Linked DNA regions of Mus musculus: all the other regions are linked to region 2. The links are chromatin contacts, called in public Hi-C maps. All regions are on one chromosome and are shown on one strand. The core of a region is the stretch at or near the end of the contact, and the rest is flanking DNA. Distances in the headings are between cores, read along the strand shown. Region 1 has its middle 11 kb from the start of Upp2. Region 2 overlaps Ccdc148 (coiled-coil domain containing 148). Region 3 overlaps Ccdc148 (coiled-coil domain containing 148).

Region 1 (2,700 bases), core at 152-2,651, 250 kb after region 2:
TGCTCATGGAGTCGGGGGTTCAGCTAAACCTGGGGAGCCTTGTCATTCCCTTGGTTTGAGTTGTGGAGGAATCTGCGTGTGCCTGCCATGGTTGCCCTCCCAGCTGGTGGTTTCTCCCTTTGTATTATCAGGAGCCTCATCTGACCACAGTTAGCTTTGCCATCTGCGTCTGGATAGACTCTCCCACCCTCCTGTTACTGTCCATGTCATTCTGGATGGAATGGCCAATGGTTAGCTGATGGGGTGTCTCCCAGTGTGTTGGGGATGAGTATCACTAAGACCTGCACAGCCAGAGGACCTGCCTTCATACTGTCCAGACCTTGTGGGTATTAGTACCTGCCTGAGGTGATACCAATCTCTAGCACATCAGAGTCTTTGGGCTTAAGAGAAAAGCAGATAGACAAAAAAAAATTGATCTCCCTCCTGGCCTCAAGAGTTATCAAACTCCAGCTTTATTCTCAACTTCGGAGAGCTATTCTCAGACAAGATGGATGTAGCTCTCACCATGCACTGCCCAGACTGATCCAGCCTCCGGTCACCCTTGAGCTTATCACTATCCAAAGCTCCTGGCTCTCTACATTGTCCCTCCAAGCCTTCCCTCACTTGTGGGATACAGCAGGATAAGGCTCTCCGGCTTATGGATCACCCCGTCTCTGGAGTTGCTCAATTTTTACCACAGATTCTCTCTTACTATGGAGCCCAGCAAGGCTTCTCCAGGTCACCCGCTGTGTGAAAACGGATTTCTCTCTGTGCCTAATCTGTCTGCCAGAAGCTTTGCTCTAACACCAAAGCCCACAACTGGATTTGAGGCCAAAGAGGTCTGTGGGCTTATCCAGAGGGCAGGACTGCTGGCTTTCATCTGCCTTACCTACTGAAATTAGCTTCCGAGCTCCCTTCCCCTAGGGAAGGGCTGGGAGGCTGAGGATGCACTTGGCTTGTTGCTCTGTGCCCCATGACTTTGTTTTTGCTGTTACCCAGTGTTGCCTGGCTTCCTTTGTGGATCTTCAAAGACTCCCCTCAATTTTTGTCTGTGGGATGAAGCCTCTATCTTCTCATTCTGACTCCCCCTTTCTTCAGCTCACACAGAGGCACTGTAGCTTGCCGTCTTTCCAGGAGTCTTCTGGTGTTTGCAGTAGATATCTACTAGGTTGCTTCAGCCTGTCCTGTTAGTGTCTTATCTAGTGTATTCTATTTGCCACTTTGCTACAAGCTGAGGAGATTACCTGGACTGTCCACTCATTTCCTAGCTGTGATTGACCTAGCTGGGCCAACTCTCAGCTGCGCTCTTGGTGATTAGCCATGCCTTATTCTGCTTAATTTCACAGTGTCCTACAGAACCCTCGCCTCATAAACAGCTGTCCTGCCCTGCCCTTTCTGATTATGTCACCAATTTCATCAAGAAAATGGGGAAAAAATAAGACAGTGCCAGGTGTTCCTGCCCTTGCACTTTGAATTAGTCAGCACTCCACCACAGTGTCAAAATACCCATGAGAAATGGCTTAAGGGAAAATATTTATTTTGGCTCACACTGTGGAGGTTTTCATCCATAGTCACATGGCTGTGTTTCTCTGTATATGTAAGAGGCACACATGGTGGGAATCAGACAAAACCATTCACCTTGTGGCAGCGAGGAAGGAAAGAGAGAGGAGGGGGCTGATGTCCCCATACATTCTTGAAGAGTACTTCCCTTTCCAGCCCACATGTAGTTCCTGCTGCCTCCTGATAGAGCCATGGGAGAGTGACAAAACCTTGGATCCATGAAAATCATGAGACGACTGCACATCAAAGCTCTAACACTGAGTTTGACTCTGGTTTAGGTTGGTTTTGAAAAAGGGTCTGGTTATGTATCTCCAGTTGGAGATTACTATGTAGATCAAGTTGGCTTAGCTCCCAAAGCTTTGCCTTGTACTGACGGTGACCCTGGTAGCACTAGAAACCCCTTCTACGAAACCTCTACTGCCATGATTTCGTAGATGTCCTAGCTAGAGTCTTTTAGCCTAGAATGACTGGTCGGGTCAGAGGAGAACCGCACTATAGTGGAGGCAGCTAATGGTTGTATTTAGAATCACAGCAGCAGGTCCAGTCCGATGGTGGAAAAAGTCAGTGGGTCTGATGGTCTCACGGTCTGGGGTGTTGACCAGATCCATTCATGGGCTAGCGAAGTAGTGGATGGAGTGTAAAATATTCTTGTTCCCTTTAATTCCTTGCCTGTTACCAGCCTCACTGTGATATTGTTTCTAGTGCTCCATCTTACCTGAAGTCCCTCTGTCTATAACTTTAAACTTAGATAACCCCTAACTTGTCTCAGACCATTTAATTACCTTATTCTTGCTTGTTCTCACTTTTCTCTTGTGTCTCCCCCCCTCCTTGGACTGGGGATTGCTTCCTGGTTTTAGCTGTAATTTTTGTATGAGTCTCTGCTTCCTTCATGGGGATCTAGGACACATTGGCTTGTGACATGGTCCTGGACACTGACTTTGCATTTGCTTTTGCCAAAGGCTGGGGACCTCTCCCATGCAACACCTGTTTTGCACTGCTAGCACCTGAGAATTTTAACACAATGCAGTGCTATCAACTGCCATTCTATGGGCACCCATGACAATTGACTCTAGGGACTCCCTGCAAACGATTTTTTGACCAATACTTGCCCACGAGTTTTCTTTATATTTCAAGACTCGTTGTTGGAATGTTTAAGCCACT
Region 2 (2,700 bases), core at 116-2,615:
GTGGAGCCTCACCCTTCATCCATCATACTGGCAAAACACTCTGGATTCTGCTGTGGTGAATTAGGTCTGCGTGTCATTAAGAACAGGAAGGCGAATTTAATTGCATCTTTTAGACTCAAAAGAGAGATCACAGCTTTAATATCCTTATATTTAGATGAATTAATCATATAGCTGAGACATAATTGTGTGATTGGCCCATTCAGTTGCTTCAGAGATGAAGTCAATATGTAGACGACAGCAGCAAGATCACAAGTGATTTATAATTTATTGTTGATAGGTATATTAAATTTTGTACTGTTGGCTCATAATGAATATTCTGAGATCTGAATCTGACTGCTTTAACAGTGAGCTCTCACAAAATAGCCAGTGCTCTAGGATCATGCTTTTCAACCTAATTATTTCGATTCATCGTATTTTGTTAGCACTGTTCAAGGTGTCACTTTAGTGCTCTGGGAACATTTCAAGTTTGTGTATTTGTCTCTGAATTCAGAAATAATTACATTACAGAAAAATTTAAAAACAGAGGTAGGCAAAGAGAAGAAATGAAGTTAATATAAATCCAAGAGAGACCCTAGAGTAACACTTTTGTTTATGAAAAGGAAAACTCTATTAGCATATCCACCACTTCCCTAGTTTGAATTCCACCTGTTGCTATTCTGTTCAGGTTCCTCACTTTTGAGTAGTAGGTATTCTACATTCTGATATTCTTTTAGAAACTTTGAAATGGCTTGCTTGCCACTGATATATATATATATATATATATATATATATATATATATATATATATATATATATATATATATATGAATGATTAATCTCTTCAGTTGGATTTCAGAAATGGAGATTCTGAGTCAAAGAATATTGTTAAGAATATTGTTATATTTCCTTGCAGAAAATCAACCTAAGTTATATTTTCATTTTCTTCTCCTTTTAGGTTTCTCCTCCTCTCCTCTCCTCTCCTCCCCTCCCCTCCCCTCCCCTCCCCTCCCCTCTTTCATCTCCTCCCCTCCCCTCCCCTCCCCTCTTTCACCTCCTCCCTTCCCCTCCTCTCCCCTCCTCTTCTCCCTCTCTCCCTTTTGTTTGTTTTAAGACTGACTCTTCATACCTGGCTGACCTCCAACTCACGAAAGCATGTGATCCTGAGCTCCTGATCCCCCTACTTGCCAATGCTGGAGTCTCAGTCTTGTACCAAGGCCAGCACAAACTATAACATGCTTCACCATTTGTTTCATCACTAGACTTAATGATAAGGCCTTAGAGATTGCTGTCCCAAGGGCACATGGCCAGGGTCCTGTTCATGATCTTTCCTCGTGTTCCCATGTTTACCAACACAGCTCACCTCTCTCACTGTCCTTCAGTAAAAAGAGAAACACACACATTTCCCCTTGCCAAAGCAAACGGTATTCTCCATTGCTACTAAGGATGAACTGGGACTAGTCAGTGCCAGAAGACAACATGGCCTCATAAAAGTTTAAACAAACAGATGCCTGTGTATGTGTCTCCTCCCGATGAACACAGTGAGAGGAAAGCAGGGAAATAGCAAACCAGAGATGACATTGGTTCACAGACAAACGAAGCCACAAGTTAAAACATTACAGTTTAACCACCACTGGGCATTTTGTCCGATGTACTCCCAGAACTGTCGGGAAGGTTCAGTGCCCGAGCACGACCAGGCTCAAGCTCCACATGTGGACCGCTGTTGGTTGTGTGCCAAAAGTGATTATCAAAGGGAGAGGTTCCGAGAAAGCAGCATAGTCCTCTGGTCTTCAAGGGTCTGCTGAGTCCCATCGGTTAGCCAGCCCAGACAGCCAACGTTGGCCACTGCAGTCGCCACCTCCCTGGTGCAGTCCATGGGGAAAGCCCCACTCACTGCTGACTTTTGCATCTGTTGGAGGGTGGGTAATCACTGCACACAACTTTCTGTTTGCCATATAGCTTTAGCAGCATTGTTTTAAAAGAAAAGTTGCATAAAAATTATGGGTTTATAATTTAATGTTAGCTCATACCAGAAAACAAATTTAGCAATTACTAAACTAGCTTTGGGGGTGGTGCAAGAATAAAATATTTGTTTTAATTTTTTTTTTTTTTTTTTTTGCCTATAGCAGAATGCATCCTATCAAAAGATCATGAATCTCCCTGTTAAAAGATTTAAACATTTTTTACTTATATGGACACACATGAGTCTGTGTGCATGTATGTACGTGTGTATGTACGTGTTGTTACATGCCTGTGGAGGACAGAAAAGGGCTTAGATGCCCTGGAACTGGAGCTATCGGCATTTGTGAGCTACTTGATGTGGGTGCTTGAAGCTGAACTTGTGTCCTCTGCAAGAGCATCAAATGATCTTAACTGCTGAGCCATCTCTCTAGCCCCAGGGTCTAAGTTTTATGCAACATGCCACAATGTTTTCTTTGAGTTTACTTCGTTGAATTTTGTTTATTTGCATGTCAGAACTTATAAAGTGTAAAAACATTTGTTATGTCTTTAATTCAACAGTCCTTAAAAAAAAAGATTTGATTTTAATATTGTGCATCCGTGTGTGGGTGCACAAGAGTCTAGGTGTCTAAGGAGGCCTGAACAGGGCATGCAGTCCCTTGGATTTGGAGTTACAAGTGGTTGTTATTAACCTGATGTGGGTGCACAGAACCAAACTCAGGTCCTCTGCAATAGTTAGCTCTTAACTTCTGAGTCAGATCTCTA
Region 3 (2,700 bases), core at 118-2,617, 150 kb after region 2:
GTTTCCCAAAACTGACTTGGACACGTATATCACAATCCACATGTTATTATCCTGTGGGATAGTTACACTCCGTGAGTCATACATATGGGAAATGAGCCAGTAGGTGTCACACCCTTGCGACAAAGGGGACCAGGTGGTGTGGACTCTGTCATGGAAAAGCCACAGCACCCTGAAAGCTCAGCACGTTTGTTATATACAGGTAGACAGGGATGTGGGATTGTTGTATACAGCTGAGCAAGGAGATTGGGTTACTAATAGACACAAACAAGGAAACAGGGCTATTATATTTGACTGAACTAGCAGGCAGGTTTATCTGCTCTCAATAAAAGCAATCCGGGATAGAAAGCTATGGCAGATGTTTTCAGCACACACACTCTCAACATGGGCACACAGACCGGGGAAAAGCGATCAGCCCTCCCAGCTTCACTGAGAGGAGGGGAGGTCTTGCCATGGGGCTGAGACATTGGAGTCCTTGACACAGCCATGCCCACATGAAACGATACACATTTCCTTAGGATTTCACTTACTAAAAGGTACCACCTCACAGAGCTAGTATGCTAGTCTGTTATAGACACTTTCCTACAGTCTCTTTTTTCATAAGATGAAATGTTTATTAGTCAGGATTCCCTCAGAATCTGACAGAGGCTGACATAAACTAGCTTAGGTAGAAAGCATGGGTGCCCAGGATTGGGTTTTGTTTCAGAGAGTCAACATGTGCTTTGGGTCCTTCCTGCCTTCCCCCTCCTTTTCCAGCATCTTATTGTTCATGGATATGTGTTCATTGTTCCTCCACAGGGATGCACTGGACTCTAGGAGGGAGAGGAGGCCTGTTTACAAGCAGCTCCAGGTGCAGATCTTTCTAGCATAGTGACCTCAGAGAGAAAATTTTTCTTTTTCAGTATCCATAATAGAAGTTGCAGAGAAAGATTCTCATTGTCTCAGCAGAAGTCACATGCTCACTCAGAGCCAACCACACAGTGGCCATCTCTGTGGAAGTAGTATGCAGCAGGCAGCTGGAACAGTGTGAGAGCTCACATCTTGAACCACAAACAGGAGGTAGAAAATACACTGACAATAGCACAGGTCTTTTGAAACCCCAAAGCCTATCCCCTCCAACCAAGTCCTAGCTCCTAATCCTTCCCAAACAGTTCTACCAACTGGGGACCATGTATTTAAACATATGAACCTATGTGAGACGTCCTCATTCAAATGACCACAATGGCCAACACAACTTAAGGAATAGCTTATTTTGCCTTTTGGTTCTAGAGAGTAAGAGTCCTTTGTGGTGGGGCAGCACGACAGCAAGCAGCAGGCATGTCAGCTAATGGCTAAGAGCTCACACCCTCAGCTGCAAGTACAAAATAGAGAAAACAAATTAGAAATAGGTCCTTACGCTCTCCAAGACTCCCCTCTCCCACCGTGACACTATTCCTCCAGTAAGACTATTCCTTCTAAACCTCCCCAAATAGCCCCACCAACTGGGGACCACATATTCAAATACTGGAGCCTCTGGGAGACAATTCTTAACTACCACAGTAAGTGCTCGAGAGATTCAAAACAACAGATGTCTACCACAGTGCAGTTTAATTATTAACTTCTAGATTTGGCCATAATAGGCAGTTGGCTCTGGCTTTCAATTTCTGTTAGGAGGAGAGGATTAAAAAGTCAACTATTTTAATAGTTAAGTCATTATTTTTAGAAGACATCTCCAACTTGTAAGGTACTTTCTAGCTAATAAATCAAAATAGGAAACCACCTCAGTCATTTCCTTAATTATATAAGAGACTTTCTTGGCCCCAAGATGTCATCTTGCTCAAAGTAATACATTCTGTGAGTGCTTTTCTTAGGCTTTTTATGTAGCTAAAATGACTCTGCTATGAATATTTTAGGCTGAGTTTTTACATTTGTGTTATAAGGTATTATTAGTGCAAACTTAACTGTCTGTCCTTGAGACATAGCGATCTGCAAATTACTGACTGTACAGAATCTTAGCTCTAACCAAGATACATGAGGCTCGCTGCTCCAGGGCTGCAAAGAGGCCCGTAGGGTTTGTATTTAGACTTGTCATGAATCTCTGTTCCTAAGTTTTTACAAGATAGTGTCAGTTGGTTATATCCAACGTCACTGGCTGTCCATAAGTCAGTAGCTCTGCATTTAACTGGCAGTGTAGTGCTGTTGTTCTTGTGGGATTTGCCTGAGAGGAATCCTGAACTTACAACAGAAAGAAAAGATCAAAGGATTTGCAGCTTTGAAGGAGAGGAGAATCCAAGGCTTTCAGTGAGTTGGCTATGTTTCTAAGAGTTTTTTTCTTAATTGCGAAAATAAGAAAATTTATGTTGAAGCCTTGGATGGACAGATGGGAAGGACCTAGAGATCGAGTTTTGGGGGCGCAGCAGAAAGAGGGGACATGTTCCAAGAGAGAAGTGGCCACCAGTATGGGCATTGCCAACAGGTCTGACAGGGAGAGAGGATCTGAAAGAGACCCATGCATGTACAATTTGGAGCCTGTGGTAACATTGCAGAGTGGCTTCCAGAGTGAACAGAGGCCAGGCCTGACTATAGCCAGCATGGAGAAAATGAGGAAGGAACTGACAACAGAGAGTATAGCTTCTTCAATTACAAGGTGGTTCTGTAGAAAGAGTAAGGAAAGGAAGATGGCATCTAACAAGGGGGTCAGCATTAGATACATTCTCATCCACT

What was found. A called contact is a pair of places that touch in the nucleus more often than the background predicts.
Region 1: a Hi-C map of liver shows a contact between it and region 2, with 6 times the contacts expected there. The contact joins two enhancer-like sites. A contact is called at or near these places in 9 of 484 Hi-C or Micro-C datasets (Kupffer cells, embryonic fibroblasts, embryonic stem cells and 3 more) and 3 of 115 datasets of contacts at active chromatin or transcription factors (bone marrow-derived dendritic cells, kidney and liver).
Region 3: a Hi-C map of liver shows a contact between it and region 2, with 2.4 times the contacts expected there. The contact joins two enhancer-like sites. A contact is called at or near these places in 6 of 484 Hi-C or Micro-C datasets (the C10 cell line, the Patski cell line, cerebral cortex and 2 more).

What each region holds. Positions count from the first base shown.
Region 1 is chr2:58,742,427-58,745,126 of GRCm38.p6, reverse strand. It overlaps a transcript of Upp2 not described here. Among named protein-coding and RNA genes, the nearest start is that of Upp2, 11 kb to the left of the region's middle. Within about 2 kb of position 1,401, at least 14 of the 459 cell types and tissues checked have an H3K27ac peak or open chromatin away from gene starts, as enhancers often do. A contact at or near this core is called in liver, where this site is marked.
Region 2 is chr2:58,991,571-58,994,270 of GRCm38.p6, reverse strand. The region is part of intron 8 of Ccdc148 (coiled-coil domain containing 148); the gene reads left to right. Among named protein-coding and RNA genes, the nearest start is that of Ccdc148, 170 kb to the left of the region's middle. Within about 2 kb of position 1,365, at least 9 of the 459 cell types and tissues checked have an H3K27ac peak or open chromatin away from gene starts, as enhancers often do. A contact at or near this core is called in liver, where this site is marked.
Region 3 is chr2:58,840,073-58,842,772 of GRCm38.p6, reverse strand. The region is part of intron 12 of Ccdc148 (coiled-coil domain containing 148); the gene reads left to right. Among named protein-coding and RNA genes, the nearest start is that of Upp2, 86 kb to the right of the region's middle. Within about 2 kb of position 1,367, at least 23 of the 459 cell types and tissues checked have an H3K27ac peak or open chromatin away from gene starts, as enhancers often do. A contact at or near this core is called in liver, where this site is marked.